Linked DNA regions of Mus musculus: region 2 is linked to region 1. Evidence: chromatin contacts called from public Hi-C data. All regions are on one chromosome and are shown on one strand. Each heading gives the region's core, a stretch centred on a gene start, on an enhancer-like site or on the middle of the called end of the contact. The rest is flanking DNA. Distances are from core to core; before and after follow the strand shown.

Region 1 (5,740 bases), core at 3,073-5,572:
ACCTGTCTCCACTTCTACCTCCTGAGCTTTCTCCTGGCCCTAGGCAGTGAATGCTCTTGCCTACCTCTCTGTCTATACTTTTTTTTTCTTGGCCTGATCTGTTGGATTCACCTTATTCTTCCATATAGTTCTGTTTTACTCTCCCACCATGCCACTTTGGGTAACAGGCACTTTGCTTCTGGTGTCTCATGGTGATAGTAACTGTTCATGGTGAATGGGAAAGTTTTCCCACTGTCAGCACTCTATTGCTGTTACTTCTCTAAGAAGACACCTGCCACCTGCCCATTGTCTCACCCCATTACAGGCAAGCACTACATACACTGTTGTTTGTACTGGTTTTCCACCATCTCAGTTCCTTTATGGGCAACCTGCATACTTTGTTCTCTAACTCTTCCATTGCAGCTGATTCTCTATAGACATTCCAGTCTCTTTACCACCACTACTCCTGGATTCCTTTGATACTTTACTAGTATCTGACACCCTTGTTTATCAAAACCAGCTGTAATCCTAGCATGATGGAGGTGAATCAGAAGTTCAAGGCCAGCCTGGACTACATGAGACTCTGCTTTAAAACCAAAAGATTTAAAACAACCAGTTACCCTATAATTCTATGTCTTAGATCATACATACTCTTTTACTGTTGTATGTACGCCATTACAAGACCAAACTGATAAGAAATGGGGCTCAGCAAAGCCAGGATTGGGTAACTGTTGAGCCCCCTGTATCCAGCAGATTTGCAAATATTTGCCATCTAATTATTCAACCATTTGTTTAGTGCTGACTGCTAGGCACTATTATAGGTATTTGGTACATATTACCATCATAAGGCTTATGAAACTTAGAATTGACAATAAATACAACTAAGGTAAAAGTTGAGGGGCTGGATAGATGCTCTTCCTGGGTTTGGATTCCTGCACCTGAATTTCTTCTACTCATGACCATAACTCAGGTTCCAGGGATCTCATGGCCTCTTCTGGTCTGGACACAAGGTACAAACATGTACAGTTAGTTATACCTGCAATGCAATATATATATATGTGTGTGTGTGTGTGTTTCCTTCATGGATAAGGGAATCAGATCCCCTGAAAGAGGAGTTACAGTTGTTGAGCTGCCATGTGGGTGTTAGAAAATTGAACCTGGGTCTTCTGGAACAACAGCCAGTGTTAGTGCTCTTCACCACGGAGCCATTTCTCCACCCCTAAAATAGTTGAAAAAAGATAATCTAACATGACTAGAACAGTAGCTAGTGTTTGTCTAGCATGCACCAAGTTATGGGTTCAATCTCCTGTTCTGCATAAACTGAGCGTACTGGTACACATCTGTAATCCTAGAACTGGGGAGGTCATTGGAAGAGAATCCAGTGCTCAGGCCAGCCTGGCCTACAGAAAATCTTGTCTTGAGCCATGTTGAGTTCAAGACTCACATGCTAGAGCCAATTCTTGCAAGTTGTCCTCTGACAAGTGTGTTCATACACAAACACACAATTTTATTTATTTGGTTTTGTTTTTTTCAAGATACTGTTTCTCTGTATAGCCCTGGCTGTCCTGGAACTCTCTGTAGATCAGGCTGGCCTCGAACTCAGAAATCCGCCTGCCTCTGCCTCCCAAGTGCTGGGATTAAAGGCATGCACCACCACTGCCTGGCTAACATACAACTTTAAAAAGTATATTACATTCATTTAATTGGGGGAGAGGCATCCCATAATGTCCATATGTAGGTCTCTCCATGTGAGTCCAATCAACAGAACTTAGGCAGTTCAGTTTGGCAGCCAGGTGTCTTTACCTGCTGAGCCATTCTTCTCAGTCTTGCCATTTTTCTTTTTTAAAGACAGAATCTCTATGTAGCCCCCTGGCTGTCCTGGAGCTAGCTATGCAGGCCAGGCTAGCCTCAAGCTCACAGAACTGTCTCTGCCTCTTGAGAGTGCTGGGATTCTCTTCAGAGAGAGGGTTGCGCCACATATCTGGCCTATACATTTTTAAGTTTTTTTTAATGTGTCTCTGTGTTCACGTGTGTGTGTGTATGTGTGTGTGTGCGTGTGTGTGTGTGTTTTAGAGTATGCCATGAAGATGCTTGAGGAAACTAGAAGAGGGCATCCTCACTATGCTGCATTATTATGCTAAGGCCCTTAGTGCCACACTTTTTATACTATTGGCCAAAGTGATAACTATAGAAAGTAATACTCTGATGAGAAAAGGGGAAAATGTAAAATGAAACATTTGTGTCCATTTATGTTTATCCACTTAATGTCATGTTTTATAAAACTTCTCCTGGAAGCCGGGCGGTGGTGGCACACTCCTTTAATCCCAGCACTTGAGAGGCAGAGGCAGGCAGATTTCTGAGTTTGAAGCCAGCCTAGTCTACAGAGTGAGTTCCAGGACAGCCAGGGCTATACAGAGAAACCCTGTCTCGAAAAAACCACAACAACTAAAGAAGGAACTGGAGATACAGTGTGAACCACTTGATGTGTATGCTGAGAACCAAACTCTGGGGAGCAGCAAATGTCTGTAACCACTGAGCCATTTCTCCAGACCCAATCCCATTCATTTATTTTTTTCATTGTTTAAAAGTTGATCAATGAGCCTGGCACAAATGCAAATGGGCTGGAGATGTAGCTCAGTTGGTAGAATGCAAATAAAACCAGGTGTGTGGCACATGCCTATAACACCAGCACTTGGGTGGTGGATGCAGGAAGAATCCAGACTTCAATATCATTCTTGACTACACTGAATTCAAGATGAGACTGGGCTGCAAAAGACTGTCTGAAAACAGAACAACAAAATGTTGACCAGGTCTGGGTATTATTAGCTCAGCATGGAAGCACACACAAGGCTGGGAATAGACTTTAACAATGCAAATAAACATCAAATTTTAAAAGCCCCCCTTTCAAAAGGCATAAAGCCAAGTGGGGATTTGGAATAATGGAACTGCACCAGAAAGAAATAAGTGTAGATATGGGGCAAGTGAATTCCAGGCACAACAACAGCGAGTATGAAGTCTCAGAGACACAAATGCCTGCTATATTCAAGAACTAGGATATTCTCCTGTTGTGAGAGGAAAGGAGATTAAGTCTGTTAAATGATAGACCCGATGTCTATCCTAGCAAGGACGACTTTCATGGCTGAAGAAGTACTTGCCAATCAATGGCCCTTGCTTGAAAATCGTGACTGGGAAAGAAGGCCAACCAAAGGAAGCCCAGAAGAGGCAAGGAAATTCCTGGGGCCAGTGTAAGAAGTCTCAGGAAGTCTGCAGAACTGTTTGGGATAGATACGGGAAATCGTGTCATTTTCTACAGAGAAGAATGAGAGGTATGCCTGGCAATGTTGGCCGTGTAACAGAACCTAGTTAAGTAAGACTGTAGAGGACAAGATGAGGTAATTGAAAGGTGTAAAGAAAGCCTAATTAGAGGAGCTTGTACGCGAATATTAGAGTGAGGCAGCAAGAAGCTCCGCCCAAGCCAAAGTTCCAAACCTGCGCCTTAGTGGAGTCTGCCCCCTCTAAAAAGGCCTTTCCTTCTCAGCCTAGGTTTCACCACACCAAGAAGCTGCAGGAGAATGTGGGAATGGTTAAAGGAGGGAACCGGCTGACTGAGTGGCCTTTGGACCAATTATCTTACGGGATATTCAGCGATCTCCTGAGAAGCGCTCAGAACAAAAAGGCGAGCCCGAAAACCAATAAAAAACCGTACAGAGGAGGAGGCAAGCTGAAGAGAAAGCTAGATCATGCTTCTTCAGCTTTGCCACGCCCTTCATTCTTGCTCAGCCCTGACGCAGGGAGCAAATTTGATTGGCTGAGCGTCAGCTTTTTCAAAAGGGTGGGGCCACATACGTTTCACAGTGGGTAACAAACTAGTGGTAGAGGGTGGGTGGCAGGGCGGGGCTAGATTGTCCTAGCTAAGGTGGTAATCCAGGCCACCTCTCCTAGAAAGTCATTTCCAGCCTTTAAATTCTTGCCTCCCGAGGCACCACAAAGGACTGGAACTGCTTCGCTCACCTGTTCTTTTTCTCCTTGCAAAAGTCCCGTTTACCACCATGGGGATGTACCAAATGAGACTGTAGGGAAAGAAGGTGGTGACTGGCACGCCTGGCTACTGGCTGCTGCTCACCTCGATGCTAGTAAATTTCTAGCAAGATCAAAACTATTAACCCCTCTCTAAATCCCCCTGGCGCCGTTCCAGGGCCAACGCCACATTCCCTGCTGGGCACGCAATGGCCGCACCCCCTCCCGCTGCAGAAGGCTCTTTTGGTACACGCAGTCCGAGGTGAGTCTCCTCCTTCCTGCTTCACACCCCACCCCCAGCGTGTGCGTGCGCATGCGCGGAGCGCGGCGCGCGCGGCTGTTGGGCCGCTGGCTGGGGGGCTCTGGGATATGCTGCGTCTCCGCTAGCTGTCTGCTGTGAGTCACGAGCCGCCGTGAACACCCGGATTCCAGCGGGCGCTTGCGAGCACGGGGGCATCGCCCGCAGTGGCCAAGCTCATGGCCGGCTGAGCGGGACGCCGCCGCCGCCTCAGCCGCCGCCGCCGCCGCCGCCTCTTCCTCCTCAGCCGGCGGCGGCCCGGGCCCAGCAGCCATGGCCGAAGACTACTGGGACGGGCGCCTGCGGCGAACTGGAGGAAAAGGAGGTCGCGCGGCCTCATCCCGGGCCGCCGCCCCAGGCGCCACCGCGCCGGCCCCGCGGCTCTGAGGTTACTCGCGCGCCCCCTCCGGTGAGCGTGTCCTCGATACTTAGGGTGGGGGCTGCTCTTCCTAGAGAGCCAGCCGGACCCTAGGCAGTGCTGGAACAAGACCAAGGGGTTCTGGGCAGCTTGTCTGTCAGGTGCCCCCTCCCCCTCGAGTTTCCCAGAATGCACTGGGGGGTCATTTGGGGCCTCCCTGACCTTGGCCCCGCCCTGGGCCCCTGTCCTGGGAGCTGAGGATGGGAAGTGCTGTGGATGCTAAGTGGGAGAAGGGTGATTAAAGGACTAGCGTTATGGGAATGGATTGATACAGTGAGATTCTCGGAGTTGCTAAAGGGCTAGGAACATGTAATAAAAAGCCTTACGACTTCAGGCCCAGTGTGCTTATGGAAAGGGGTTGCAGGACCATGAGGGACGTGATGGGGTATAACAGGGTTTGAAGTAAAGACAGTTCCAAAACATTCTAGTGGAAGTTGGAGCTACAGAGAGGCCCAGTGTAAATGGAGAAAGGGTGGTAGAGGTACTACCAGAAGGTGTGCTGATAGACGCATAGTTCCGAGTGTGTGGTGATGAGGGTCAGGATAGTGTTAATACTGTGTTTATCCACGGAGTTGAGGGTGGCAGCTTCTCTGGGTCCAGGGTGTGCTCATAGAGGAGGTAATGGAGGGTCCTGGAGATGAGGGTATGTAGATGTAATAAAGGTAGGGTGAGATCAGTATATGCCAGTGAAGGCAGAGCTTTTGAAGGACCTGAGAGTGTGTGTAATGGGAGAGGATGGGGAAAGGCCTGTACTACTGGGTTTTAGGTGTGTGCGTACATGTGTACGGGAGATTGTCAGTAAAGGAAGTATAAAGAGCTTTGCACACTAAGGGTCAAGATGAGGTGTGAGTGGATGTCCATAAAGGCTTCCAGAAAGCGTGGGGGCAATACTATATATGAAGTTCTAGAGCACTGGTTCTCAACTTAGAGGTCGAATGTCAAATATCCTGCATATCAGACATTTACATGATAATTCATCACAGCAAAAGTACAGTTATGAAGTAGCAACAAAAAGAACTTTATGGTTG
Region 2 (5,284 bases), core at 137-2,636, 100 kb after region 1:
GGAAGATCAGTCCAAAGTGATAAGTTATTTCTCCACCAAGGAAATGAGAATTTCACCAATGAAAGTCAGATTAGATTATATTAAACACAGGTTTAATGGAAAGGGGAGTGAGGGAGAGAGAGAAGAGAGAAGGGGGGATCAAAATGTCTGGATTATAAAGGGAAGAACATCTGGGGGGGGGAGGGCAGCCCAGCCCTTGGGCTGGAAAGTTCTGAGTTGGGGACAGATAGGGACTGAGGGACGCTGGAAGAACCTTTAGGAGGCCAGGGCCAAGTCTGCTTTGGTGTGTGAAATATGCATCTCAGTCCCTTGTGTGTATGAGGTGTGTGTGTGCAGAAACCAAACACAAACTGTCAAAGCTGCCACAAATAGTGTCTACTCAGATTAACAAAAGCTGATTTAGGATATATAGCTACTTATTTATGTCTTTCCTAACTGCTCAACACCAGGCTTCCAGAGAATTTAGATAACTAACAACATATGTTCGACAAGCTATATTTAATAAAGATGGTTTATAAATTCCTAAGTCACAGTACTATTTGTCTAGCTTCTTCATCTTTGGTAACTTTGTTAAACTTCTAGTTTGTAAACTGTTCATTTAATGACAAGCTTTATTTAGCCTTCTGAATGTGTTTTCAAAGTTAAGCCTAAAGCAAGTAAATAAGGAATTTATTGTCCTCAAACTCTTCAGAGAGCTACTGAACGTGGCATTTAAAACATTTAAGTAGCTGGATGATGGTGGATCACACCTTTAATTCCAACACTTGAGAGGCAGAGGGTGGCAGATTTCTAAATTCCAGGCCAGCCTGATCTACAGAGTGAGTTCCAGGACAGCCAGGGCTACACAGAAAAACCCTGTCTCGAAAACAAAACAAAACAAAACAAAGTTTAAGCTTTCCATAATAGACATGCCTCTTCCTAGTGGGTATCCCACTAAAGAAGACGGATGGGGCATGGTGACTCCACCTGGATGGTGGTAACACTAACCCCTGGAGAAAACTGCCCAGGGTCTCACCTGCTGCCAGGGCCCTACACAAACTGGGCATTTTTGGGTTGATCACCCTACTTTGCCTGATCAAAAAGTAAGGTGAGTTTTCCCAAGCTCCTCTACAGGACAAATCTCTTGGGTGTGACAGCCAAAGGCCCTGCTGCTCAATATGACTCCAAGGAAACTATCAAGATTACAGAACCCTGAAGTAACCCATTTTAGATAACGGGAATGTTATTGACATTTTAACTGATAACAAAGACCTTTTGGCTTGTCCTTCCAGCTAGAATTTATCCTTCTCAGATCTCTGAGGGTATTCATTGACTAACTTCTAGGTTTAACAGCCGCAAGCACTCAGCTTCTCCCTGCACCTTCTCCCCGCAGGCTTCACAGTTCTCTTCATATGCAAATATAAAGCCTCAGGCTTTCCTAGAGCTTTTAGACCTCCGCTGTGAGAGAGGAACAGTTTATCTTGCTAAAAAGAGATAAGCTCAAAAAAAAAAAAAAAAAAAAACAAAAACCAAAAAAACCAAAACCAAAACAGGTTTCAGGTTTCAAAGTAACTTTTTACTCTTCCTCTATTTAAAGGTACTTTCTTTACAGTGACTGTTCTCAATTATCAACCACTTGTGTCTCCTGATAAATAATTACATAAAAAAATTAAAGCTTATGTAGGTTATAAATTCTAGGAGGCTGTTTTAAGTTGTGTAAATACAATCTGTAAAGATATAACGAAATGATTTAAAGTATATAAAAAATTAAAAATGCAGCCGGGCGTGGTGGCGCACACCTTTAATCCCAGCACTTGGGAGGCAGAGGCAGGCGGATTTCTGAGTTCGAGGCCAGCCTGGTTTACAAAGTGAGTTCCAGGACAGCCAGGGCTACACAGAGAAACCCTGTCTCAGAAAAAAAAAAATTAATAATGCTTCAAAATTCTTTCCCTCACTATGTTATTGTTATATTAAAACTTCACCAGCTGGACAGTGGTGGAGTATACCTGTAATCCCAGCTCTTGGGAGGCAGAGGCAGGGAGATTTCTAAATTTGAGGCCAGCCTGGTCTACAGAGAGATTTCCCGGACAGCCGGGGCTACACAGAGAAACCTTGGATTGGAAAAAACAAAACAAAACAAAAAGAAAACAACAACAACAACAACAACAACAACAACAAAAGACTTCACCAGCTGGTGAGATGGCTCAGCGGCTAAAAACACTGGCTGTTCTTCCAGAGGTCCTAAATACAATTCCCGCAACCATCTAAAGGGATCCGTTGCCCTCTTCTGGCGCTCAGGTGTATATGCACACAGAGCACTCCTACACTTAAAACCATTAATTAAAAGACTTCAAAGTTGTTTTAGCATTCATCAGTAGAGTTCTGATAAGCTATTAATGTAAGCTATTATTGTAGCTCCGGTAAAGCATATTATTATAATCACAAGCTCTCAAGATTTTACATTTTATTTGTTTTGCTGTTGTTTTTCTTTTCTTTTTTTTTTTTAAAATATGAGTACACTGTCATAGTCAGATCCTATTACAGATGGTTGTGACCCACCGTGTGGTTGCTGGGAATTGAACTCAGGATGTCTGGAAGAACAGTCAGTGCTCTTAACCACTGAGCCATCTCTCCAGCATTTTATTTGTCTGTCTTCTAAGTATAGATTTAAAGTTCTTCTCAGTGTGCTAAAGTGCCTGTCCAATCTATATCCGCCCTCATCTGGACAGAGGAAAGAGTGATCATGCTTTTAACCCAAAAGTCATCTTTGAGTCCCCAAACTTTTCCTACAACTCAAAGGCATGACTCTACTACAATACATGGCTCTATCTACAATGTGCATTTCAGTACAGGTTATAAACAGTGGTAATGCTAAAATAGCTCACAACTTATCTCTTTTTGTAAACTTAAAAAAAATCTTTTAAGCTTCAGGGAATCCACTTGGATCCAATTCAAATGAACTCCAAAAAAGTTCTCCTATCAACCAACAGCCTGAGGTTTCCTGCCTACTTCCTATTTCTGAGGGTGGAATTTTTAACTCTCCGCTGGTCTTGGGACTCCCCTCCCCCAACTGCCAGGACCATGGGTCTGAAAGTTTCAAAGTACACCCTAGATTTAAAAACAAACAAACAAACAAACAAACAAACAACTTCCCTAAACTCCTTAACTTTCCTTTTTCTCCCTAGACATCAGTCCCAGCAGATTTCAGATCAACTGCCGACTGCTAGCTCCAGGTGTTCCCTTAAAATCTGCATCCTAGACAGCTTCAAAGTGGCTAGCCCCAGGTGGTCCAGTGTCACAGACCGCTCCAAAACTCTGCCTGTATTTTCCTAGCCCCAGTGGTCCTGTAGAGTTTGGACAGGCGCTAAAACAGTCTGCTCTTCAAGAATAAGTATTCCAGCTTTCTCTTCCTACTCCCCGCCCGAAACACAAATGCCCCAATGTCAGCAGGACATAATATTGGGGAGATTGCTTCGCCTCTTATGGTCAACAAAAAGGCTGGACTATTAGGTTTCAAACCTAAGACAAATGGCTGAGGTGCCTATTTAACATATCAAAGCAGACCTGGCCAACAGGTTCTCTTCCAGTATCCCACAGCTCCTACTGTTACCCATACTCTGAATTCTCCATCCTAGGAGGCTGGGTTGCTCTTTCCTACATAATCCAACCATTTTGGTCCCTCTCTTCCTCACTCCTTCTAACTGATCCCTTCCTTTTTTTTCCCTTCCTTTCCTTTCCTTTCCTTTCCTTTCCTTTCCTTTCCTTTCCTTTCCTTTCCTTTCCTTTCCAAGCAAGTATTTTATTACTAAGCTAAAATTTTTACCCTGTATTTTGAGACAGAGTGATGTCTGGCAATGGGTGCCTGCAGAGGTCAGCAGACATATAGATCCTTTCAAGCTAGATTTGCAGGCATGTGTGAACAGGCTGATGTGGATGCTAGAAATTGAACTCCAGTCTTCATGATAAAGCAGTAAGTGCTCTTAACTACTGAACCATCTCTTCAGCTGCCCCAAATACAGTTTTATATATGAAAGCATCCATAGCATAATATGCCAGTATTCCTATCTCAAAATATTTTAGGGAACCATCTAAACAGTTATAATCTAAATAGCAGAAACATCAAAATAAGAGGAAAGCAATTTTGAGAAACTGCCTTTGCAACTTACTACATCTGAACAAAGAAAGATGGTGTAATTGAGCATTTAGAACAAATATAATCATTACTAAAAAGACATATCTAAACACTCTACAGTATCTTAGCATAATGTCCTGGAGGAGCTAAATAACCAGGATTAATATAGAGACAATCCATGTTCTTGCAAATGCCAGTCTTTCTTTCTTCCCTCTCTTCCTCACTCCTTCTAACTGATCCCTTTCTCTTCTCTTCTCTTCTCTTCTCTTCTCTTCTCTTCTCTTCTCTTCTCTTTTCCCTTTCTTTCTTTCTTTCTTTCTTTCTTTCTTTCTTTCTTTCTTTCTTTCTTTCTTTCTTTCTTTCTTTCTTTTGATACTAGGGACTGAACCAAGGGCCTCATATATCCCAAGGAAGCATTTTATTACTAAGCTAAAATTTTTTACCCTGTATTTTGAGACAGGGTCATGTTGAGTTGAACAGGCTGGACTTGACGTTGTTTCATAGCCCAGACAGGCCTTGAGCTTGCAATTCTCATGCCTTTAGCTGTCCAAGTGGCTAATATTACAGGTCTGTTCTACCCGCCTTTAATCCCAGTACTCAGGAGGCAGAGGCAGGTGGATCTCTGAGTTCGAGGCCAGCCTGGTTTACAGAGTGAGTTCCAGGACAGCCAGGGCTTTAATTAGAGTTCCAATGAACAATGGTGGGTGCTGAGTCATGGCTGAACAAAGTGCTGAGAACAAGTGACAAGTGGTTAGCCCTTCTAAGGCCTAAGGGACATTATGGAAGAGGGGACAGAAAGAATATAAGAGCTAGAATTTAGGGAGAAGGGCTGCAAATGTTATCTTTTAAGCAAGACACAACTATTGCAATCATAAACTCATAGCAGATGTGGATGCCTGCATTAGGCCTGAACAAAAATAGACAGACAAAAACACATCAACAGTCAGGCATGGATGTGCCTCATGGACCCTACTGACCTCACCCTGCTAAATTATTTGTTGCTAATAGATTCAGAGTGAGGGGAATCACTCCCTTTAGTTGTGTATCAACTGGTGAACCCACCAGGGCTCCAATGGGTAGTCCTAATTGGACAGTCCCATAAATGGCTCTGTTTAAACTAACTAAGTCAAAAAGAAACTACTGCATTTGGCTTTTTATGTGGGTTCTGGGGAT

The links. Hi-C and Micro-C count contacts between places; a contact is called where the count stands out from the background.
Region 2: a contact with region 1 is called in a Hi-C map of stem cell-derived primordial germ cell-like cells, with 2.2 times the contacts expected there. The contact joins the enhancer-like site here to the promoter of Cdk16 in region 1. A contact is called at or near these places in 25 of 39 promoter capture datasets (the 3T3-L1 cell line, 3T3-L1-derived adipocytes, the C10 cell line and 16 more), 23 of 484 Hi-C or Micro-C datasets (B cells, CD4 T cells, CD8 T cells and 10 more), 19 of 115 datasets of contacts at active chromatin or transcription factors (the 230-238 cell line, astrocytes, differentiating embryonic stem cells and 8 more) and 4 of 9 other capture datasets (adipose tissue, embryonic stem cells, liver and 1 more).

The regions. Positions count from the first base shown.
Region 1 is chrX:20,684,104-20,689,843 of GRCm38.p6, forward strand. It overlaps Cdk16 (cyclin-dependent kinase 16), which reads left to right and starts at 4,323. Exons shown (of 16, transcript NM_011049.5): 1 at 4,323-4,703.
Region 2 is chrX:20,791,180-20,796,463 of GRCm38.p6, forward strand. No RefSeq gene overlaps it. Among named protein-coding and RNA genes, the nearest start is that of Gm26065, 6.6 kb to the right of the region's middle. Within about 2 kb of position 1,387, at least 14 of the 459 cell types and tissues checked have an H3K27ac peak or open chromatin away from gene starts, as enhancers often do. A contact at or near this core is called in differentiating embryonic stem cells and stem cell-derived primordial germ cell-like cells, where this site is marked.